Regions from separate parts of the Rattus norvegicus genome. Here region 2 is linked to region 1. Evidence: chromatin contacts called from public Hi-C data. All regions are on one chromosome and are shown on one strand. The core of a region is the stretch at or near the end of the contact, and the rest is flanking DNA. Distances in the headings are between cores, read along the strand shown. Region 1 has its middle 18 kb from the start of Eno1. Region 2 overlaps Rere (arginine-glutamic acid dipeptide repeats).

Evidence for each region. Hi-C and Micro-C count contacts between places; a contact is called where the count stands out from the background.
Region 2: a Hi-C map of liver shows a contact between it and region 1, with 3 times the contacts expected there. The contact joins two enhancer-like sites. A contact is called at or near these places in 7 of 12 Hi-C or Micro-C datasets (the A7r5 cell line, the Rat2 cell line, Schwann cells and 4 more) and 1 of 1 datasets of contacts at active chromatin or transcription factors (oligodendrocytes).

What each region holds. Positions count from the first base shown.
Region 1 is chr5:166,018,347-166,024,643 of GRCr8, forward strand. No RefSeq gene overlaps it. Among named protein-coding and RNA genes, the nearest start is that of Eno1, 18 kb to the left of the region's middle. Within about 2 kb of position 2,730, at least 26 of the 93 cell types and tissues checked have an H3K27ac peak or open chromatin away from gene starts, as enhancers often do. A contact at or near this core is called in liver, where this site is marked.
Region 2 is chr5:166,211,034-166,217,330 of GRCr8, forward strand. All of the region lies in intron 4 of Rere (arginine-glutamic acid dipeptide repeats), which reads left to right. Among named protein-coding and RNA genes, the nearest start is that of Mir6332, 94 kb to the left of the region's middle. Within about 2 kb of position 3,203, at least 34 of the 93 cell types and tissues checked have an H3K27ac peak or open chromatin away from gene starts, as enhancers often do. A contact at or near this core is called in liver, where this site is marked.

The DNA.
Region 1 (6,297 bases), core at 1,480-3,979:
GCCAGAAGAAGGCATGGTTGTGTTCTGCCTGACATGGGTGCTGAGAGCCAAACCTGAGTACTTGGGGAAAGCAGCAAATACTGTTTTATTTTATCTTATTTATTGTATTTAGTTTTTGGAGACAGGATTTCTCTGTGTGGCCCTGCCTGTCCTGGAACTCGCTCTGTAGACTAAGCTGGCTTTGGAGTCACAGAGATCTTCCTGCTGCTGCCTCCCAGTCGCTGGGATTAAAGGCGCCACCACTGTCTGGCCCAGCAAGTGCTCTTCCCTGCTGAGCGGTCCTTCTGGCCCCAGCCTCACTGCCGTTCCTCAGGAGCGCCTCCTGCCGGCCGGAGTTGGAAGCTCTGCCCTACTGTGTGAATCAGCAGTAGGAAGGTATGATTTGCGTTCAGTAGCAAGTCTTCATCTGAACTGCAATTTGTCATATTTCAACAAACACACAGGGCAGGATGGATGGCTCAGCGATTAAGAGCACTTATTGTGCTCACAGCGGACCCAGGCTTGATTCCTAGGAACCAAACAGCTAATCCCAACCATCTGGAACTCTAGTTCCAAGAAATCCGACGCCCTCTTCTAGTCCCCTTGGTGTGTGGATATATAGGCAGGCAAAATACACATCCGTAAAACAAAAATAAAAATGTAAATAAACCGGGGTTGGGGATTTAGCTCAGTGGTAGAGCGCTTGCCTAGGAAGCGCAAGGCCCTGGGTTCGGTCCCCAGCTCCGGAAAAAAAAAAAAAAAAAAAAAAAAAAAAGAACCAAAAAAAAATGTAAATAAACCAAAAGGCGAGCAAGCAGCAGCACAGAGGTGATGGACCATTCCCAGCATCCTCAGAAGAACCCTCCCAGGCCCCAACCTGACCCATGCCCCGACCTTGCTTTGCTTTTCTCTTTGACCTTCCTCGGTGTGTGTACCGCGGCCCTGGGGCCAGAAGCGGGCCTCTGGAGCTGGAGTTACAGGGGGTTGTGGGCCACCCGGTGTAGATGCTGGAACTGAACTCAGGTCCTCTGGGAAAATAGTGCTTTTAACTGCTGAGCAGTCTCTTCAGCTCCTTCGTGTTGCTTTGTAAAGTGATAATAAATAATATGTAAAATAATATTATATAATATAATGTAATATACTAAAGTACTAATAATAATTTATTATCACTACTATTGTTATTAATTGCATAGGTCTTTTCGGTTTGGGAAATGAGAAACACTGGTCCTACATACCCCAGAGGCCAACAGTCACCTACTCTGGCAGCTTTGTCCCCTCTTCCTGCTTGCCTTGCTGATGTACCTGCTCAGACTCTGAGTGTGTGTGTGAGTGGTGTGTGTGTGTGTGTGTGTGTGTGTGTGTGTGTGAGAGATTCTGCCTTTTCTTTTTTTCCTCCCTCAGGAACTTGAAACTGAAGCCAAGGCCTTGGGTTTGCTGGCTAAACCTTCAAACCCTAGCCTTTAAAAAAATTACAGTTAATTATTTAATTGTAGTAATATTTAATCATTTGGTTATTTAATTGCTCATGTGCCGAGGCACAAGATAATGTGTTGGAATTGGCTCTCTCCTTCCACATTGTGGATCCCCAGGCTCAGACTCAGGTTGTCAGGCTTGGCGGCATGCCCTTTGACCTACCTGCAGAGCCCTCTCTGCCGCCCTCTCTCTAGGCCTCTGTAAGGCTTTTGAGCCTGGAAGTCCGGTACTGCCAAGTGCTCATGGGTTCCAGTGCTTGGTGCTCCTGGGTCTGGTCTCTTCCTCTACTGACAACTGATGCCTGGCGCCCAAGTTTGAGAGCAGCCCCTGGCACACCCTTGGGCTCTCCTGTTCTTGTAGGCCCTGACTGTGGAGCAAGCACCACCTTTCTGAGATTCTCCCTACTGGCCCTCCGGGAGGCCAACCTGGCATTCAGGCTGCAGAATGGAAAGGTTTGGTAATCAGAGCTGCTTGTCCATGGGGGCCAGGAATGATAGCAGACTCATTTGCATATGTGACCTAAGACAGTAATTAAACCCAGGCGCCCCAGGGGTGAGAAGCAAGCACATTAATTCAGGAGCAATTAAAAACCCTCTAATGTCACCATGCACAGCCACCACTTGTGAGACTGCCGCTGACTGATGACAGTCACCTTCTGGGGCTCCCTCATCTGGCCACCAGACAGCTCTCCTTAGGAAGAGCATGCTCAGGCCTCAGGGACGGTAGTCTTGCTAGAGCCTCATCCCTTCTCCAGGCTCTGACCCTGCTGCAAAGCCATTACTTGAAAAACAAGGTCTTAACGCTTTACCCTTACGGTGGCAAAACAGATAAAAGTTGCTATATTTTCATCACCAGGTGTATGGTGTAGCAGGTTTTAGTGCGCGCATCCAAACTGTTAACCATGTATATTCTGGCTCCATGTGTTCTGCTGTGTTCCGGCAGTGGCTGCAATTACCTGGAGGTGTTGACTTGTGGAGTGTGAGTGTGACTGCCAGTTATTCCTGCCAGTGTTCCTAAACCGAGGATGCTGGCCCTTGCTGCTCTGAGAAACACTTTCCACATAAGTGGACATCCTACCACCTGCCGAAATGCACACAGGCACTCGGCCTCCGCAGAGCTTCTCTGCCAGGAGAGACAGACACCTAGCCTCACCTGGAATGCCACGCATCTGTCTCTCGTTTATTCTTCCTTTGTACAAAGCTCTGGGGCTGTGCTCAGTGCAGCGGTTCCTGGATCAGAGGGGCACCTGGGGCCCAGCAGGTGACCCGGTGAGCAAATAAACAAACCGAAGGCCACATTTGTCAGAGGGAGTCCAAAGTCTCCAGGCAGAAACAGAGAGGGAATCTCTTTAAGTCTTGTTTGTATGTTTCTTTGGTTGGCCCTGTGAGGTATTATCACATGTAGCCCAGGCTAGCCTTGGACTCACTAAGTAGCGGAAGGACGCTGCCTCATTCTCACACCACAGGCTTGAGTTAAGCGGAGTGGAAGATGTGCTCCCTCATCTTCCCGCCCCTGCCCCTGTGCCCGCAGAGGTCAGAAGAGGGCATCGGAGCCCCTGGAACTGGAGTGAAGATGGGCTTGCACCACCGTATGGGTGCTAAAAACCAGGTCCTCAGCAAGAGCAGCCAGCGCCCTGAACCTCGGAGCCATCTCTCCAGTTTCCTGTTTTTATTTGTTTAAGACAGGGTCTAGCTACGAAAGCCAGGCTGACCTCGAACTCATAGTTTTCCTGCCTCCTTGTCCCAAGTGCTGAGACTGTGGCAGGGGCTGCTGTATGAGTGGTGAACTCATTTGCCTGGTATTTATATACGAGTTGTATCAGTTCTTTATAGACCCGGACACCTCCAGATGTCTAACCTGAAGATGTCTCCCCCCTCTCTGTAAGTCTTCCTTTTGCTTTTTGATAGGCTTTTGACACGCAGACTGGTTAATTTTGATGAAGTCTAGCAAATTTTTTCTACAGTGATTTTTTTTTCTTTTTTTCGGAGCTGGGGACCGAACCCAGGGCCTTGCGCTTGCTAGGCAAGCGCTCTACCACTGAGCTAAATCCCCAACCCCTCTACAGTGATTTTAACACCAAATATAGGACACTACTGCCTAATCCAAGGTCTTGAAGGTCCATATATGTTATATGCATGTGTGTGTACGTGTGTTTGAATGTGTACATATATGTGTGCGCATGCATGTGCTTGTATGTGTGTATATATACACGTATGTGTGTGCACATGTGTATGTATGCATGCATGTGTGTGCATGTGTATGTATGTGTGTTTGCATGTATATGTGTACATGTGTGTATATATATGTATGTGTGTGAGCATGTGTTTGTATGTGCACGTGTATATGTATGTGTGTTTGTATGTATACATATATGTGTGTACATGTGTTTCTGTGTGTGTATGTATGTATGCATGTATGTATGTATAGACATAAATGTATTGGAAGAAGAGAAGGAATCCCTGGGGCAGTCACGTGGTCTTCCTGGAGTTCAAAGCCTCAGTCACTTACAAATACAGAACCATGACTCTCTCTCAAAATCTTGAGGGCTGGAAAGCCAATCAGAGGGATCCTAAATCCTCCAGAGCTGACGCAGTTTGGGATCTCCTTCCGGGCTGACAGGAGTGGTCAGGTCAGGTTTCTCCAATCTGGGCTCCATTTGGCCACCAGGGGGAGTGGTGGAGCCATCCTGAACACAGGGTTCCCGTGATCCAGGCTTGTTGGCTAGCCGGCCCTGGAGCACTTCCCAGCCCTGCTCTGTAGCCCCAGCAGTTGGCACCAGGTCGCCCTTCCTGGGATTGAACAGAGTCTCTCTATCCTTGGCTCGCTGTAGCTCAGAGCTGGGGTGAAGTCAACCCAAAGCTTGGAACAAAGCTCAGGGAGATGAATGGCGCCGTCTTTGGATAGAGGAAAATTCCTGGACAGCATGCTCCTGTCAACACCTAGCCTCTTCAGCGTTTGCACAGATGTGACACAAGGCCCAACACCGTAGGACACAAGGTGACACTTCTTCCTGGGCTCACTTTGGTACCTCAGTCCGTGGGGAAGCAGTTCCCAGCTACCGTTCCCTGGTTCCCTGACAGCCATTTTTGCTCTCTCCCTTTCAAGAGAGGGAGGGAAGGCAAGGCAGTCGTGGGCGGAGGGATCTGTGGATCCAGCTGCTCTGCCACCAACCTCTGCCAGCCCCTGAAGAAGCCAAACAGTGCAGGTGCTAAGCCAACCCTGCATCTTCCCTCCAGTACAGCTGTGTTTGGGGATGCCAGCCATGCGCCAGGAGCACATCACATGCTCCTGGAAACAAGAAAACCAGGGTTGGGCAGCCCTTTCTCTCCTAGAACTGGCCTGGCTCTCAGGAGCTGGGCAGGACAGAAGCAGCCACGAGTAACGAGACCAGTGGGCTCCCTGCCAAGGCACTCATCTGGAGGGCCTCCGTCAGACCCAAACACACTCGGAGGAGGAGGTCTCACACCTGCAGTCTGAAGCTACACCAGAGAATGCAGAGGCAGTCAGAGAGGCCATCATGCCCATGGAGGTCAGGCTACTGGACACCAGGCAAGGGGAGGGCCAGCCCAAGGTGGGCTCCCTCTTCTTCCTCCTCCCCATTTTCGAACAGACACTGTAAAAAAAACACCCCTGAGCTGACAGAAATAAAAGGGCTCAAGTACAAAATTTAGGAGGTTTTTCTTTTCCTGTCTGTGGCTCCAGACTCCTTTGAGTTGGCAGATGGACATTTCTGTTACACTTGTGTCTAATTTTCTCCTTCCTGGAAGGACGAGGAGCCCAGCAGGACGGCTGGAAATAGCACAGAAGGAGCGAAGGACTGTGGCCTGCCCTACTGTGTTTTCCACCTCACTGAAGCTGCTTTGATTCAAAAGAGAAAATGTCTGCCTGCAGCACCCCACCATTTATCTGCTCCCAGCAATTAATTAAGCACCCATGCTAGGCAAACTCTCCTTGACTGAGGGTACTCTGCACCAAGGGCCTGGGTTCTAAACACGACAGTTTTAAAAATTTATTTACTTATTATATATAAGTCGCTGTCTTCAGACACACCAGAAGAGGGCATCAGATCTCATTACAGATGGTTGTGAGCCACCATGTGGTTGCTGGGATTTGAACTCAGGACCTCTGGAAGGGCAGTCAGTGCTCTTAACCGCTGAGCCATCTCTCCAGCCCTTTTCTTTTCTTTTTTCTTTTTTTTTTTTTAAAAAGATTTATTTATTTTATGCACATGTGTTCACTGTAGCTGTCTTCAGACATACCAGAAGAAGGTTTTGGATCTGGATCCCATTACAGATGGTTGTGAGCCACCATGTGGTTGCTGGGATTTGAACTCAGGACCTCTGGACGAGCAGTCAGTGCCCTTAACCACTGAGCCATCTCTCCAGCCCTTTTCTTTTCTTTTTTAAAATTTATTTATCTTATATGACCACAACTGTCCCTGACAAATCAGAAGAGGGCATCAGAACCAACTACAGACGATTGTGAGCCACTGTGCAGTTGCTGAGAACTGAACTCATGACCTTTGGAAGAGCAGCCAGTTAACAGCTGAGCCACCTCCCCAGCCCCAGGACACACAGCTTTATAGGGGCAGAAAACAGCAAAGAGTGGGGTGCTGCTGACTTAGAAGCTTCCAGAAATACTGGGGCAGTACCCCCTGATACATGGCCATAGGCTAGTGACAGTAGTGTCAGAAGAGGATGTAGACTTGAAGGGGGTCTGCATGGTTCATGGGTTTTACATGCAAGCATGGATGCTCACTCAAAAGGCTTAGACCCAGGGACTAGGACGTAACTTGGCTGTAGAGTACTTGCCCAGCATGTAGGAAGCTCTGGGTGCCATCCCAGC
Region 2 (6,297 bases), core at 1,953-4,452, 190 kb after region 1:
GGACAACTACATCACAAGTCCTTCTGGTTCCCTCAAAGGTACGGGTAATACCAGTGCAGGTCTCTAGTTATTTGTCATATCGACGTGCATCTGACATACTGATTGAGGATCTTTTGTATCTGGGTCAGTTCTTTTCTAGGCCAGTCTTCAGTCTGCTGAAGTGAAGCTATAATCCAGGTGCTTGTCAGACTGGAGACTGCTTCCTGCCCCTCTAGAGAGAGCTGTCATGTTTTGTGTAGTTGTCCAGTAATAGGTATACATTACCTATTGATGGATGCTTTTTCTTTATTCTCTCTCCTTGGGAATTTTTAAAGATTGATTTTTAAAATGTGTGGGGTTTGCGTGTATATTTATGTACCATCTGGGTACCTTGTGCCCAGAGAAACTAGTTAGCGACGGTGCTGAACCACCATGTGGGTGCTGGGGATTGAACCTGGATGCTGTGTAGGAACAGCCAGTGCTCCTAAGGCTGACATCTCTAGCCCCTCTTTCCCCTTTTTTGGAATAGAAATTTCACAGTATAACACAGGCAGCCATTGGACTTAATCCCAAGTCACTTCACCAATGCTGGGATTAAACTCACGCAGTATTTTACTTAGCCTGCTCTAACAGTTTTTTAAAAATCATTATTTTATGTATATGGTTGACTTGTCTGTGTACTATTTGTGTTTCTGGGTGTTGGATCCCCTGGAACTGAAGTTAAATGAGGTTGTGAGCCAGCACAAGGTACTGGGACCCAAACCCAGTGCCCTGTAAGAGCAGCCAGTGCTCTCCCTAAAGCAGAGTCATCTTTCCAGGCCAGACAGAGTCCTTGTATACACAGGCCTGGCAGACTTTCTCTCTTAAGGGCCAGATAGTAAATGTTTTCTGTTTTGTCTTCTCTGTGGTAGCTGTTCCCTTTTGTCAGATGTTCCATACACTCATGCTCAGCTGTATGTTTTTATCCAGAAAAGACTGGGGAAATAGGCAGATGTCCAGGGGAGCGGGGACCCTTGTCTACAGGCCCCTGAGACAATAGAAACTTGATGGTTTCCTGGAGTTTGCCTTCCTCCTCATGATGCTTCCTGTTGCTCACACTGCTGTAAGGATTGTGTTGTGGTTTGCACTTAGTGGAGAATTGACTTCCTTCCTATAGTATTTGAGCTGGGAGTTTGTATGCCTGTACCTCCACCTGCGCTCGCAGCTCATATCTCCGGCTCTCATCCCTTTCCTTTTGATTGCTTCTGTGTAGTAAACAAGCAGATAGGTGAGACGATCCTTGCAGGAAACTATTGTCTGACCCTGGCAGAGTTTTTTAAACAATAGCTTTCATTTCTTGGAGGAGTTTAGTGTGTGCTGTAAGCTTTTTTCTTGTTAATTAGCTTAAATCAATAGAAATATGAGGTTTAATATGCAAATTATAATATATTAATAAAGGTGATTTCCTGCTTGTTTTTTAATGTCCTAGCCAGGTATTTATGTACCTGAAACATTTATTTAATGAAAGGAGGGCTTTTCTGTTTAATCTAGTACTGACTTGAGAAATACCGCAGTCTCTTTTGTCAGGCGCAGTGCCTGCACCCATTTAGGTGAAGGAGATTTGCTTAAAGTAGTCCACCATTGTAGATGACTTTTCTTTTCTTTTCTTTTTTTCTTTTTTAAAGATTTATTCATTTTATTATATATAAGTCCACTGTAATTGTCTTCAGATACACACGAGGTACAGACAAGGGCATCAGATCTCTTTACAGATGGTTATGAGCCACCATGTGGTTGCTGGGAATTGAACTCAGGACCTCTGGAAGAGCAGACAGTGCTCTTAACCACTGAGCCATCTCTCCAGCCCGACTTTTCTGTTTGTTGTTTTTTGGTTTTAAACAAGACGGCTGTTTGATAATATGTCTTTGTTTCCTGGGAAGTGAGGATGGCTCCACGCCATTACATAATTACTTCTAAAGAATGTTCAGAAATCTAACAGTGGTGGTTCTTGAGACTTTTATTATTATTATTATTATTATTATTATTATTATTATTATTATTATAGAAATCTCTATATTGAAACACAACAGATTATAATTAAGCATGACACAGTTTCTCAGTGTTTGAGAAGTACTCCTACTGGACAGATGTATCTCAGAGTTTGGGGATTGTTCTCTAAGTGTTGTTCAGTTTGGATTCAGTTACTGCGTTGTTGGCTACATTGTTACAAGCCTTCAACCTGGTGTGCCCGGTTGCCACTGTACTCCCAGCTACTTGAGAGACTTGGCAAGAAGATCAGAGCCCAGGAATTTGAGGCCTGTGTGGGTAATCTGAGGCCCCATCTAGAAAACAAATAAAAAGTAAGAAATCATCTGCAGTTCCTGTCTTTCCTTTTTCCTTTTTTTTTGTTTTTTGTTTTTTTTTTTATTAATTGCTTGCTGGCCTTATAAAATGTGGCAAACTCTCAGTGTAGCCATTCAGTGTAATGTGCCTTCCCTTGCTGACTGTGGCGTTTTGTTGATCTTTCTATGCAGTGGTGTATAGACGTATGTCATTGTGAGCTCCCATCTCTAGTTTCCGTTGTGTTTTATATATGATTGTGATGAGGTCATTTCAGTTCACTGAGAACTTGATTGTTCGTGGAAGGGGGACCCAGCTGGCTTCGTTTCTCTAATTCTACACTGGTTGACTGTGCTACTGAGACAAGCTGTTTAACCTGTCGGGCATTGGTTTTCATAGCTGTCAGATGGAGACGCCACTCACCTCACTTACTTCTCAGGGTTGCTCTCGAGAGAATGCTCTGTGACGCTGTATTTTATGACAAGTAGCGTAGGCAGCATGTGGTTTGTAGGGCCGTCTGTTGTTCTGTAAGATGAGGTGAGCCTCCAGGCAGAGGGAGGCTCCTGCTCTTGACTCTGTCTTCAGTGAGGAGGGCTCACTGTGTTCGCAAATGGCCGCTGAGCTGTAGATGCAGCACACCCATCCTTAAGGACTAGGACTCGAATGTGACGCAGACTTCACGTCACCAGTCCACTGGGAGATTAAGTACAGAGACAGAGAGTAACTGATTAGAGGCTTGTTAAAGCCAGTTGGTACTCCTACAGTATTTTAATTGTACTCTGGAAAAACATGGCTCTGCAGTGGACTTATAGTCACTGGCTGCCCGTAGACAAGCAGTGAAAGGCGGGGAGACATAGGCCTGGGCCTTTGGTAGCTTGGCTGCCACTGGGCTGCTTGAATGTTGATCTTGGCTCTTCCCCAGTACTGCAGGAGCTCTGTTACTGGGGGAAGTGGTAGATAGCTGTGTAGGGTGCTGTAGGAGCTCTGTTCCTGGGGGAAGTGGTAGATAGCCGTGTAGGGTGCTGTAGGAGCTCTGTTCCTGGGGGAAGTGGTAGATAGCCATGTAGGGTGCTAGCACTGTGTGCTGGGATTGCAGCATTCAGCACAGAACCAGATCCCTAAACACAGCCCTTCTCCTTTACCTGGGAGGTAAAACCGTTCCGGGATTAGAGATTTATCTTACGAGAAAACATTCAGAAAATGCTGAGAGCAGACTAGAGTTATGTAAAGACCATGGGGTTTGGTTGATAGAAATAAACATTTTCTTTTTTAGAATTATTTATTTATTTTATACCTATTTTATATGAGTCCACTCTCCCTGTCTTCACACACACCAGAAGAGGGCATCAGATCCCATTACAGACGGTTGTGAGCCACCACGTGGTTGCTGGAAATTGAACTCGGGACCTCTGGAAGAGCAGTCATCGCTCTTAACCGCTGAGCCATCTCTCCAGCCCAGAAATCAACATTTTCAACAGATTTTTATATGTCTGTTTATTTTAATGACTTAGAACTAAAATTCTGAGCTGCATTATAGTTCATTCTCTTGAGTTAACATTAATTGTTTTCATGCAGGTAATATGTGGAAAGATGACTTTAAAAAGATTTGAAACTAACATGAACCTCTTTAATCTGGCATGAAATATATATAGGGTGGAAGTCGGTAGGGGTAATTTTAAAGACAAGCTCATGAGAATGAGGTGGTACTGGGTATAGTGGCTCATGCTTGAAACTTCAGCCATCTGGAGATGGAGTAGGAGGACCAAGAGTTCAATGCCAACCTAGGTTACATTGTGAAATAATGTCTCACAGTTAAAAACAAGGCAGCAGTGAGGCAAGGGCAGTTTGGCGCTGACCGCACAGCGGTAGAGTATTGACGTCAGTCAGCACTGAGGTCTTTATCTGCGGCACACAGGGTCCGTGCGGCTGGTGCCCAGCTGAATCTGCCTGAGGAGTGATGCTTGCCTCTGCCCTGCCGGCACTGCTGTTCACATAGACATCTGCCCTCTCTCCCGCTTTCTGGTTAGCAGAGCTGCAGCCGATGCTTCTCAGAAGCAGGGTTCAGATGGAGTGTAGGGTCAGTGCTTGCTTCTCTTTGTCTTTTTATATTTTCCAAATCTCTCTGTACTCACAGAGACGCAGACACACAGGTAGAGCATTTATGTTGTTCATGAATCACTATGATGTCCAACTGTCTCCCAGACCTCTACTGGCTGCCTGTTCCCTTATCGTAACAGCCCTTTCTTCCCTCCAGGATTAACCAACACCCTGAGGTAGAGAAGACATTTTTTATATCTTATTTTTGAGTGTGGCTTTCTAGGTAACAGGTTTTTTCGGTCTATGATAAGTTTTCCAAATCTGTTACATAATAACCCATCCAGTCTTCCCTCCCTTTCCTTGTCCTTAACCAAGGGGTTTGGCCATCTGAGCTTTACTGTTTGCCTGGTGCCTCCATCCTCTGCATTTCCTGTGTGTTGGATAGTTTTAGCTCTCATCTATCTAAGCAGAATTACACTTAGTTATTACACTTAGTGTTCTAGTGCTATGAAGGCACCATGACCATGTCAAAGCCATTTAAGTGGCTGACTTCCAGTTTCAGAGTTTTGGTCGGTCATGGTCATGGTGGGCAGCATGTGAACACTCAGGGCTGACATGGTGCTGGGAGTCTGCATCTGTGTTCATAGGCAGCAGGGAGAGGGAACCTCGGCCTGGCTTGGGCTTCTGAAACCCCAAAGCCCACTCGTAGTGAGTGACACTCCTCCTTCAACAAGGCCATATTTCCTAGTAGTAGCTGCCAAGCATTCAGAGCTGTGAGCTTGTGTGGCTGTTCTCCCTCACCCCACCTCATCACTGCACTGTGTGTTTGTCAGGAGCCACGTAGTATCCGATTTTATTGTATTTCTATCCAGCCAATCCTTCGAAGTTACAGATTGGAAGAGTCCCTTTTATTCCTCCTTGTCTGTGGCAGTCAGGCCAGACCCTGTGAAGACCGCCCCTCCCCTTTATTATCTGTTCCAATGCTGAGCTGCCATAGAGGCATCAAGGACGTGCCATTGATGGGTTTCTGTTCATGCTTGTAATCATTAATCCTTAGGGAAGCCACATTGCCCCATCATGGTTAGTGGGGTGCTTCTTGGGATTGGCTCTGGAGTCTTTTTTTATTTGACCTTGGAGTTTGATAGTTTTACTTGACTGTATGTGAGGGTATTCCATCCTCAAATATGCCTGCTATAGAACCAAAAACTACCTCTCCACGACATTGTCTAGTTTCTTTTTACTGGGAAATGATATTTCAAAAACAATCCAGTTTGTGCTTCATTGCTGCTGGGTTGGGTTTTTATTTCTAGGCCATTTGATTTATACTGAATGGTGTGAGAATGTATCTAACTTCAAGGGAAACTGGTCAGGCACACTGTAGTCCTGACGATACACCTGGCTGCAGTCCAAGGTCGCAAGCAGAGCCTGTATCTGACATCAGCTGGAGTCCACTGTGCTCTCGGTTCCCAGAACACAGACGCCAGAATTAGAACATGTTATAATTAATTATTGTCTTTATCGTGTCTCCCACAGAATAGTACAGAGTAATAATTACTAATGTTGGTACTATTACTCACAATTCTTAGAGCTATAGAATAAAAGGTTCAACCAGTTGTTGGGGTGCACGCCTGACTCTGCAAGCTGTGCCTTTATTGGTGCAGAGCTCTGCTGTCAAAATACAGTGATGACTTCCTTCTCTTACAGTTTGTGTGGCCATCATGTAGACGAGTGTGTTTCCCCTCGGGTCAGGTAATGTGAGCAGAGAGCATTTGAGAATGATCGTGAACTTCTGATCTTCCTGACTTGACTGTACAGGGACCATAGTAATGCAGGCGTCTTCACCATTCTCTGTAGCACTTTGTGGGGTTGTGGGGGATGTAAAGATGGTGTCTGACTGAGTTTATAATCCCGAATGGTAGGGCTATGGGGTCACGCCATCAGATCTGACTGCTTTGTGTCCTT